2 separate regions of the Gossypium arboreum genome follow, and region 2 is linked to region 1. The links are chromatin contacts, called in public Hi-C maps. All regions are on one chromosome and are shown on one strand. The core of a region is the stretch at or near the end of the contact, and the rest is flanking DNA. Distances in the headings are between cores, read along the strand shown.

Region 1 (4,035 bases), core at 440-2,939:
ACAGCCATTCCAGCCTTAGCATACCCACAAATCAAAGCACTACAAGTCCGCACAGTAGGCTTAACACCTGCATCCAACATCTCTGACATCAAATTAGAAGCCTCCTTTATCTTATTTGCTTTCCCTAGGGAATCGATCAAGACTGTATATGTTACCACATCTGGATTCCGCCCTGATAATTTCATGTCCTTGTAAAGCTGCAATCCCAATTCATGCTGGCCCTGCTTCCCATACATGTGAATAATTGTATTATAAGTCATCTCATCTCTACCGAACCCCATTTCAATCATTTCTTCACAAATCTCTTTTACCTTGTCCACATTTCCTTCTCTTGCAAAAGCATATAACAATGAATTATATGTGACTGCATCCGGGAAAAACCCTTTAGACTCTAAATCCCTAAACAGCTGCTCAGCTTTATATGCCATCCCACATCTCCCATACACCGAAATCATAGCATTGTAAGTCCATAAATCAGGTTGACAATTATGGCTGTCCATATCGTCAAAAACCTTCATTGTCTCCTCCAAGTTTGATTCCCTAGAACAAGCACTAATAAGAGTATTATAAGTTATTATATCTGGCCTAAGACCAGACCTCCTGACCTCATTCAAAAGCTTGATAGCTAAATCAGGCACCATAGCTCCTGCTTTCAATCTGGCATTTATTAAAGTATTGAAACTCACGAGGTCAGGCTCACACCCTCTCTTACGCATTAAATCAAGCAGTTCCTGCACTTTCTGAAACCTTCCATTTCGTGCATAAACACCCATCATGGCATTATAAACCTGGACGGTATTTCCAACAGCAGGCTCAGCCCTGGTAAAGATTTCAACAGCTAAAATCTCCTGATTGGCCTTCCCCAGCACAGCCAAGATAGTAGCAAGCATCCTGGCATTAGGGGAATACCAGTTCTTCAAATTTAACCACTCATAAACTTCCAGGGCACGTTGCCAGTTCTCCTGACCAACATATTTCACTAGGAAGCAAAAATCGGTTGGTGTCATCTGAACTTTCCTATCATCCAAAACATCAGCAACAAACTGGTCTTGTTCCAACCCCAAAATCCTGTCTGTCAAAAACTTTACTCTTTCTCTCCAATCTTTGGCCCTTTTCAATGCCAGTTTACTCATTTTCTTAACTCTAGTCTTACTTACTCTCCCCAACTTCTCCTGGGTCTCATCGTTCACTTCCAAAGTTTCAGACTTTGAGGACTCCAAAGACAATTCAGCTTCCTTAACAACATGGGTAAGTTGAGGGGAGGTAGGTGAAAAATGGGTTTGACTTGAAGGGTAAGTTTCAGCTAGTTGAAGTTGAAGGTGAGGCCATCTCTCAGATGGGGAGGCTCTGCTATAGCTAAATGTGCTGTTATTACTAGAGCTGTCATTTGAGTGTTCATTTAGTGAAGGAGTTGAGATGTGGGAAGAAGAGCAAGAGATAGAGGTGTTCATGCATACCTTTGAAGTAGGAGAGGCAAAGGTTACAACAAGTCCTCCATTGCAAGACATGGCCATGGCCAAGGCCAATGCCCTCTTGCCTTCTCAAAGTTCAAGCCGAGTGATGCGGAAGAAAACAAGATAAAAGATATTTCTCCCCCATTGCTTTTGGCGGGGGGCGGAGCGGATGTTTATTCTGGAGTTGGGAGTTGCTGGTCGAATAGATGTTTCTGTTTCCCTAAAAGTTGGGTCCAACTTGGTTTGGGTTTAATTGGCCCATCTGACTTCCAAGCCTACAGAATTTCATAAAATTACTACTTTGGTCACTCAAGTTTGAAGATGCTCCTATTTTGGTCACTTAAAATGTTTTTTCTCAATTTCGTCACACGTGTTAGAAAAATTATAAATTTTTAGACTTAAATCCCTAATGGTACATTGATGTGTCCTAATAAAAAAAAATTTAATTCTCAACATTTACTTTTTTTAGTTTAACTCTAATTCTAAAATTTTAAAATATTTAATTATAAAAATTTAATATATATGTGAAAATTATTTTAAAAAGCTCTAATTTCTCTATAATTAAGAATCTCATAAATCAAAGAAAATGTTATTGATGACAAAAAGAAACCTAATTAGCTTAGGTCAATTTAGCTGTGGAATCCACACTCGAAAGAGATTTTTTTTTTTTTTAGTTTCTGACTTTTCATTCTGAATCTCTGAACAATAAAGAAAATGAAAAGATTTAATAAACTAGACGTCTTTTTCCTTTAATTGTAGGATGTGGTTAAAATGGAAATGACTTTAAAATATAATATATTAAAATAAATATTTTTAACAAATTAAAAATTAATAAAAAATCTTTATACTTAAATAATATTAAAATAGTTGCAACTTAGCAAGTAAATATCTCTAAAATAATAGTAAAATTAACAATAAAATGAAAGTTATATAATATCCAAATAATAATAATAAAATATTAACAATATAATAGTAAAAATACTTATTTGATTTGAGCCGAGCCAAAAAATCCCATCCGATATTCAACTCAGAAAATAAATTTTATTTTTTATCATAACTTAATTTTCAGATTTATATTTTATTCAAATTCACTAATTTTTAAATAAACTTTTAAATTTAAATGAATAATCCAGTACATAATTAATTCCGGTTACATATAAAGAAAAACATAGTTGAGAGCAAAGGCATAGCAGGCGACAATAGAAATGCGAATAAAGAGGAGAGAGAAGTGGCAGCCTCAAAAAAAGCGAAGGTAGTGCTGGTCATCAGAGTTGCATAGGTACTTCTTGCAAGCTTTTGAGCAACTCGGTGGTTCACATATCGAATTGTTTTTCCATTGCAATTTATTTCAATTTCTTTTTTTATTTATTTATAGAATTGGAATTTGTTTTTCAGTTGCAATGCCTAAGCAATTTAGGGAGCTGATGAAGGTTGATGGGCTTACAAATGATTAAGTTAAAAAGCCATTTACAGGTTTGTAGTACTAATTTAAATCATTAAATGTTATTCACAATAAACTAAAAGCATGTAAATACGATTGTAATACCTCTAATTTGAATTGGCCACGATATCAATCAAACAATGCTATCATTGATGCTCAGAGGCATCTCTAGTAATCCTATTGACTATACAATACCTATATTCGATCAAAACAATTCTAATTACTATTAAACATTAGATTTATAAATGCTAATTATAAACCTCAGCTTGCCTATATAAACGTGCTAATCTTCGAAATTAGGCTTAGGGTATTGGCACGTTTGAGGATGGTATTGATTCCCTATGACTTGAGGTTATTTGTAAAACCTCTTAGATTGTTTGTGATTTTAAATAAGCGGTGTTATATTTTATGTTCGAAGATACTTATAATTTTTCTTAACACATTTAAGATCATTACGAATTATGTTATGATAATAAACAACAAAAAAAAATCTAAAATAAAAAAAGTAATTTCATTAGCCATTCGAGAGTGGCATCACAGGATAAACAATTAAAACATAATATAAACGCATAAGCATATAATAAGCAAAATGCTTATTCTAATCGACTCGGTTACAGATTACATATAACCCCATTATACAACAACTTATCAAATCTAAGCTTACTACCATTTTAAACATAAATCACAATATCACTTCTACGGATTACTATTTTATTGATTTATTTCAATTTTTATTCATAAGCTTTCCCCTTTTTACTATTCTTCTATCAAATGCAAATTTATTAATCTGTCACTCAATTCCATTATACTTTGCTTACCATAACATTTCATCATAATATTCATTTCCAGACTTAATTATTAGATTACAGTACTTTTGACTCAATCCTCATTTCAAAAACACAAATAATTCAAAACATCATACATCATTTATGCTAATATATAGTGTACAATTCCGATTCTGCCCAAGCCTCAAAAGCTCAATACATCCAATTCATACCCAAACCCAACAAGCCCAAATCAGACAAAAAAAAAGAAAACAAAAAAACCAATTAAAATTACAGCTCAAAAACAAATTGAAGGTCCGATGGCCCAAAGTGTTAAACACTTTCAGAAAAAACCTAATCTCCCTAACCTTAGGTG
Region 2 (4,035 bases), core at 839-3,338, 270 kb after region 1:
TTTTAGAGTTGAAATTCGTTTTATCAAGTGTTGGATTAACGAATGTTTATAATCCTATAACAGTAAATACTAATTAAATCCTCATCTTCAGAAGCCTAATTGCCTATAAACAGCAATTAATATTACTCTTTTAATTTAATTAAAAGGTTCAAATTGGGTCCTTAATTAAAATTTACAAGTTGAGTAAATAACAGTAGAAAAGAGAGCGAGGGTAGGTGTGCAAATCTTTGGCAGAGAGTGAAGGGCAGGTAAAGCATCAAAAGCATGGATTAGGATATTCCGCAAAACAATGGATTGTTAAAACACGTGATCAGCAATTAAAAAAAATCAATTCAATTTATGAGTGCTGCTTTGTAATAAGAAATAAAGGTTTTAGTGAATTGAAAACAAAAGATAAATTAATTTTATGTTAAAAATTACACTTCTAAATTAATATTTTACTAATTTTTATATTAAAATTATATATATTTTATAATTAAACTTCTTTTCACTGAAAATATGAATTTGATGAAAAAAAAATTCCCTGTCTACTCAAACTTTCAGAAACTTGACAATCTAATCCAAGCGTTGAAAATCTTGAATATTATAAATAAATATAAAATGATCATTGCCATTTCTAGCCATTGATATATGTCCAATCCAACGTGATTTGCATTCCTACCACTCAATGAGTCAATATTAATGAAATTAGACCATTCATTTTTAGACATTTATTATTATAATTAATTTAAAATAACACAGAACTATGATGTGAAGGTAACTATAATACTACACAGGAGTGTTCTACCGACATTATTATCTTTATAAAGCAGTGATAAATGGATTTCTTAAAATATTTAATTGTTGAAAGGCAGAAAAATAAAAAGATAAAGAAAGAAATGAAGGGGTTGCGTAAAAAACGATGAGTGCCCCCAATAAAAGACGGGTGTCCAATAGGAGACAAAGAGTGGAAATGCGTCCTTATCCAGTTAGCCTTTACCTTCCCCACCCACCCCTCCACCGAGTACGGCATTTTCACTCTGTACGAGATTTCTCGATTAACCCGACAAACACTTACTCTCTTTAATTTTAACGCTTACTAACCATGTTTTTTCTACAATCACCGATTCGTCGGTTTAATAATTCATTAATTTAATTTAGTAAATTATTAAAAATAATAAATATTTTCAACTGGTTCAATATTTTTTTAGACCGATACTTGATTAATTTTCGGTTCGATTATCGGTATTAAATCCAATTCAAACAACTTTCATGAATATTAAAACATACTTACACTTTTAATTTAGTAACTAAGTTAAAATTTACAGAGGAAAAAAATCAAAACAAAAATAGCAAGTGATGATGATATTGTGATAAAAAAAGAAAACGAAATATTCCTAAAAATTTCCTGCGATAGTAATTGATTTACAAGAATTTAGTGATACTACTTATATAATGGAAAGTAATTGATACATCGAATTCAGTTATTCACATGAGACTCAGTTTTAATGAAAACTTCATAATTTGTTGATGTAAAACGATCATATCTTAGGGAGAAATTTTTCAAATTAATATAAATCAAAACTAAACAAGCTTATCAGGAAATCATGCCAAGGCAAATTTATCAAGGAAGAAATTGAAGTAGCAGCAAGCAAAATCACATCAAATGGCACTGTGATCAAGGAAAAATTAAGAAAGAACCTGGTAGGTGAAGAAGTGGAGATGAAAAGAGAAGGGGTGCGAGTGGAGGTGCGGTTAAGAAGTCGCTTCCCCAAGCTGGCGATCCCTCCACCACTCTTCAAATTGGCTGCCATACAAGTAAGGAAAGAAAACGGAGAGAAAGAAAATCTAAAAGAGGAAGAAACAATAAGGCAACGGTTGAAGATGGGAATATATTTCCTTTCTACAACGGAGTGTGTGTATATATATAAATCAAGAGAGCTACGGATGGATGATGGAGATGGCAAACTCACACTACATTCTCCTCACCGGCCTAACACCGCACCTAACCGCTAACCCCACCTACACCAACAAACCGTCTTCTTTCACTCAACCGTTATGACGGAAATTTTGTATTAATTTTTTTTATTAAAATGGTATATTTTGTTATGGATTAGGAGACTTGCAACATCAATATAATCAAATTTATAATCAGCGAAAAAAGAGTCAAAATATATTTATAAAAATATAAAATAAAAATTAGATGAGATTTTGATTGAAATAATAAACTTAATATTTTAGAAATCGTGATGTTCTAAACTCAAATTTCATTGATCATTATGTGTTAATACTTATTATTTTATAAAAGATAATTTTTTTTAATTATGTTTTAGTTGAATTGGTGTTTGATCAATTCGTGTATAAATTCAATCAATTTTTTAAGTATAGGTATAGATAAATTATACAATTATCTCAGTCAACTAAATTACTTACAATATTATGTTTAATTTATTAAAATATTACGTCAGGTTTTATAACATTTAAGCCATACAAGTTGCAAAGCATACAATAATGATAGTTTACACTGTAAGAGTGTGAAGAGCCATGAGAATAAAGGCGGTTTACATCGTGGTTGGTATGAAGGATTGTTGAAAACAATGGTTTTATAGAGTAGAGATTGTGTTTGAGCAATTGTTGATACTATCTTCCTTTTTATGTCACCGGTTGTAAATCAAAGTTCGTGAAGAATGCGCATAGAGTGTCCTATAGAGTTTAATTGATTAAATGTGGCTCATTTTGTAAATTTGAATTGACCCAAATTCAAGGAACATATGAAGAAACCTGTCTATTTAAAGCCTTACAGGCACAATGAACCACTCTAATAAAACTAGAGTTACCATGGTTAATGTAAATCTTAAGGGATAAAATTGCATAGAGTTTAAATCTCTTAGGACTCTCATATTGTAGATAGGTACTAATCTCAACTGTTGATGTAATTCAATCTATACCATTGGATCTAGGTGAGATTAACTATAATTAGAGCTATTCCCACTTATTTGTAATCACTTCCTTTATTGTATTCTATTCAAAGTTATTGAATATTTGAAAACATTTATTCAAACACTTTTCGAACTTCTGTTCGATTCAAGTCTCTTTGTCTTTTTGAGTTGATTCCACTCCATTTTGGTACCTTAGAGAATTTCTCTTGTGAATTTTCATTTTTCGAGAGTTAAACTAACTTAGGTGAACTTGGAAGCAAAGAAATCACTTAAGATTGTGTGGCTTGCCAGACTAAAATTCTAGTCTCATACACTTACCTGCTCTTCTTGGAAGAAGAGGTAATTATAGATGGAGGAAGGCTTGAAGTGAGCCTCTTATCTCATGATTATCTCCCTAGATTAAGATGTAGTTTGGATGTGAGTATTTTGGGAATTGGTGATAATGAAAAGTAGTAGCAATTAATAAGTTTGAATCTTGGTATTATGGTTGTCTTTGATAACTTTGTGGTGATATTCTTATAAATAAATCTATAATTGCATGAAATATCTCCATATAAAAGTGTTTTAATTATTTTTATAAAAAGTGTTTTTAATTATTTTTTACTCGTAATGTAAAACTTAGTTATATCTTATACAAATAAATAATATAGATACACAATCAAAATTAATAAAAAAATTATCTACAGAAAGATGGCCTTTAACCTCAATAATAATTTTTTTTTTTTTTTGGGTTTGAAATCATTAGTTTCTTTTTAGAGTTAATTAAAACTCAATAGTTGAATTGGTTAAGAAGTGTTTTTTCTTTGTATGCGGATTTAGGAGGAATATTCTGGTAGACAGTTATTTGGGTGATATGGTTACTTGACGGTGTTAGTCGTCGTTTAATGAAACGGTGTTAATTGAAATGACTCTTTTGTCCTTCCTTGACGAGAATTTTGTACTTTAGCAGGTACGACCTCTTTAGCTGGACGCCCAGGTGGAATCGTGGCATTGATGGAATTAACTATTCCTGAAAATGCCATAAAGCCATGGAACGATTTTCGTGGAGATACGTACAAAGGACTCCTCATTTTGGTAAAAGGTATTGTACAACTCCATGTATTAGAAAAACGAATAA

Evidence for each region. Hi-C and Micro-C count contacts between places; a contact is called where the count stands out from the background.
Region 2: a contact with region 1 is called in a Hi-C map of leaf, with 2.7 times the contacts expected there. The contact joins the promoter of LOC108460863 here to the promoter of LOC108466977 in region 1. A contact is called at or near these places in 3 of 5 Hi-C or Micro-C datasets (all in leaf).

The regions. Positions count from the first base shown.
Region 1 is chr2:9,464,024-9,468,058 of ASM2569848v2, forward strand. LOC108466977 (pentatricopeptide repeat-containing protein At3g18110, chloroplastic) reads right to left here and starts at 1,690. Exons shown (of 4, transcript XM_017767406.2): 1 at 1-1,690. The coding sequence starts at 1,514.
Region 2 is chr2:9,732,316-9,736,350 of ASM2569848v2, forward strand. LOC108460863 (late embryogenesis abundant protein At5g17165-like) reads right to left here and starts at 2,089. Exons shown (of 2, transcript XM_017760558.2): 1 at 1,681-2,089. The coding sequence starts at 1,793.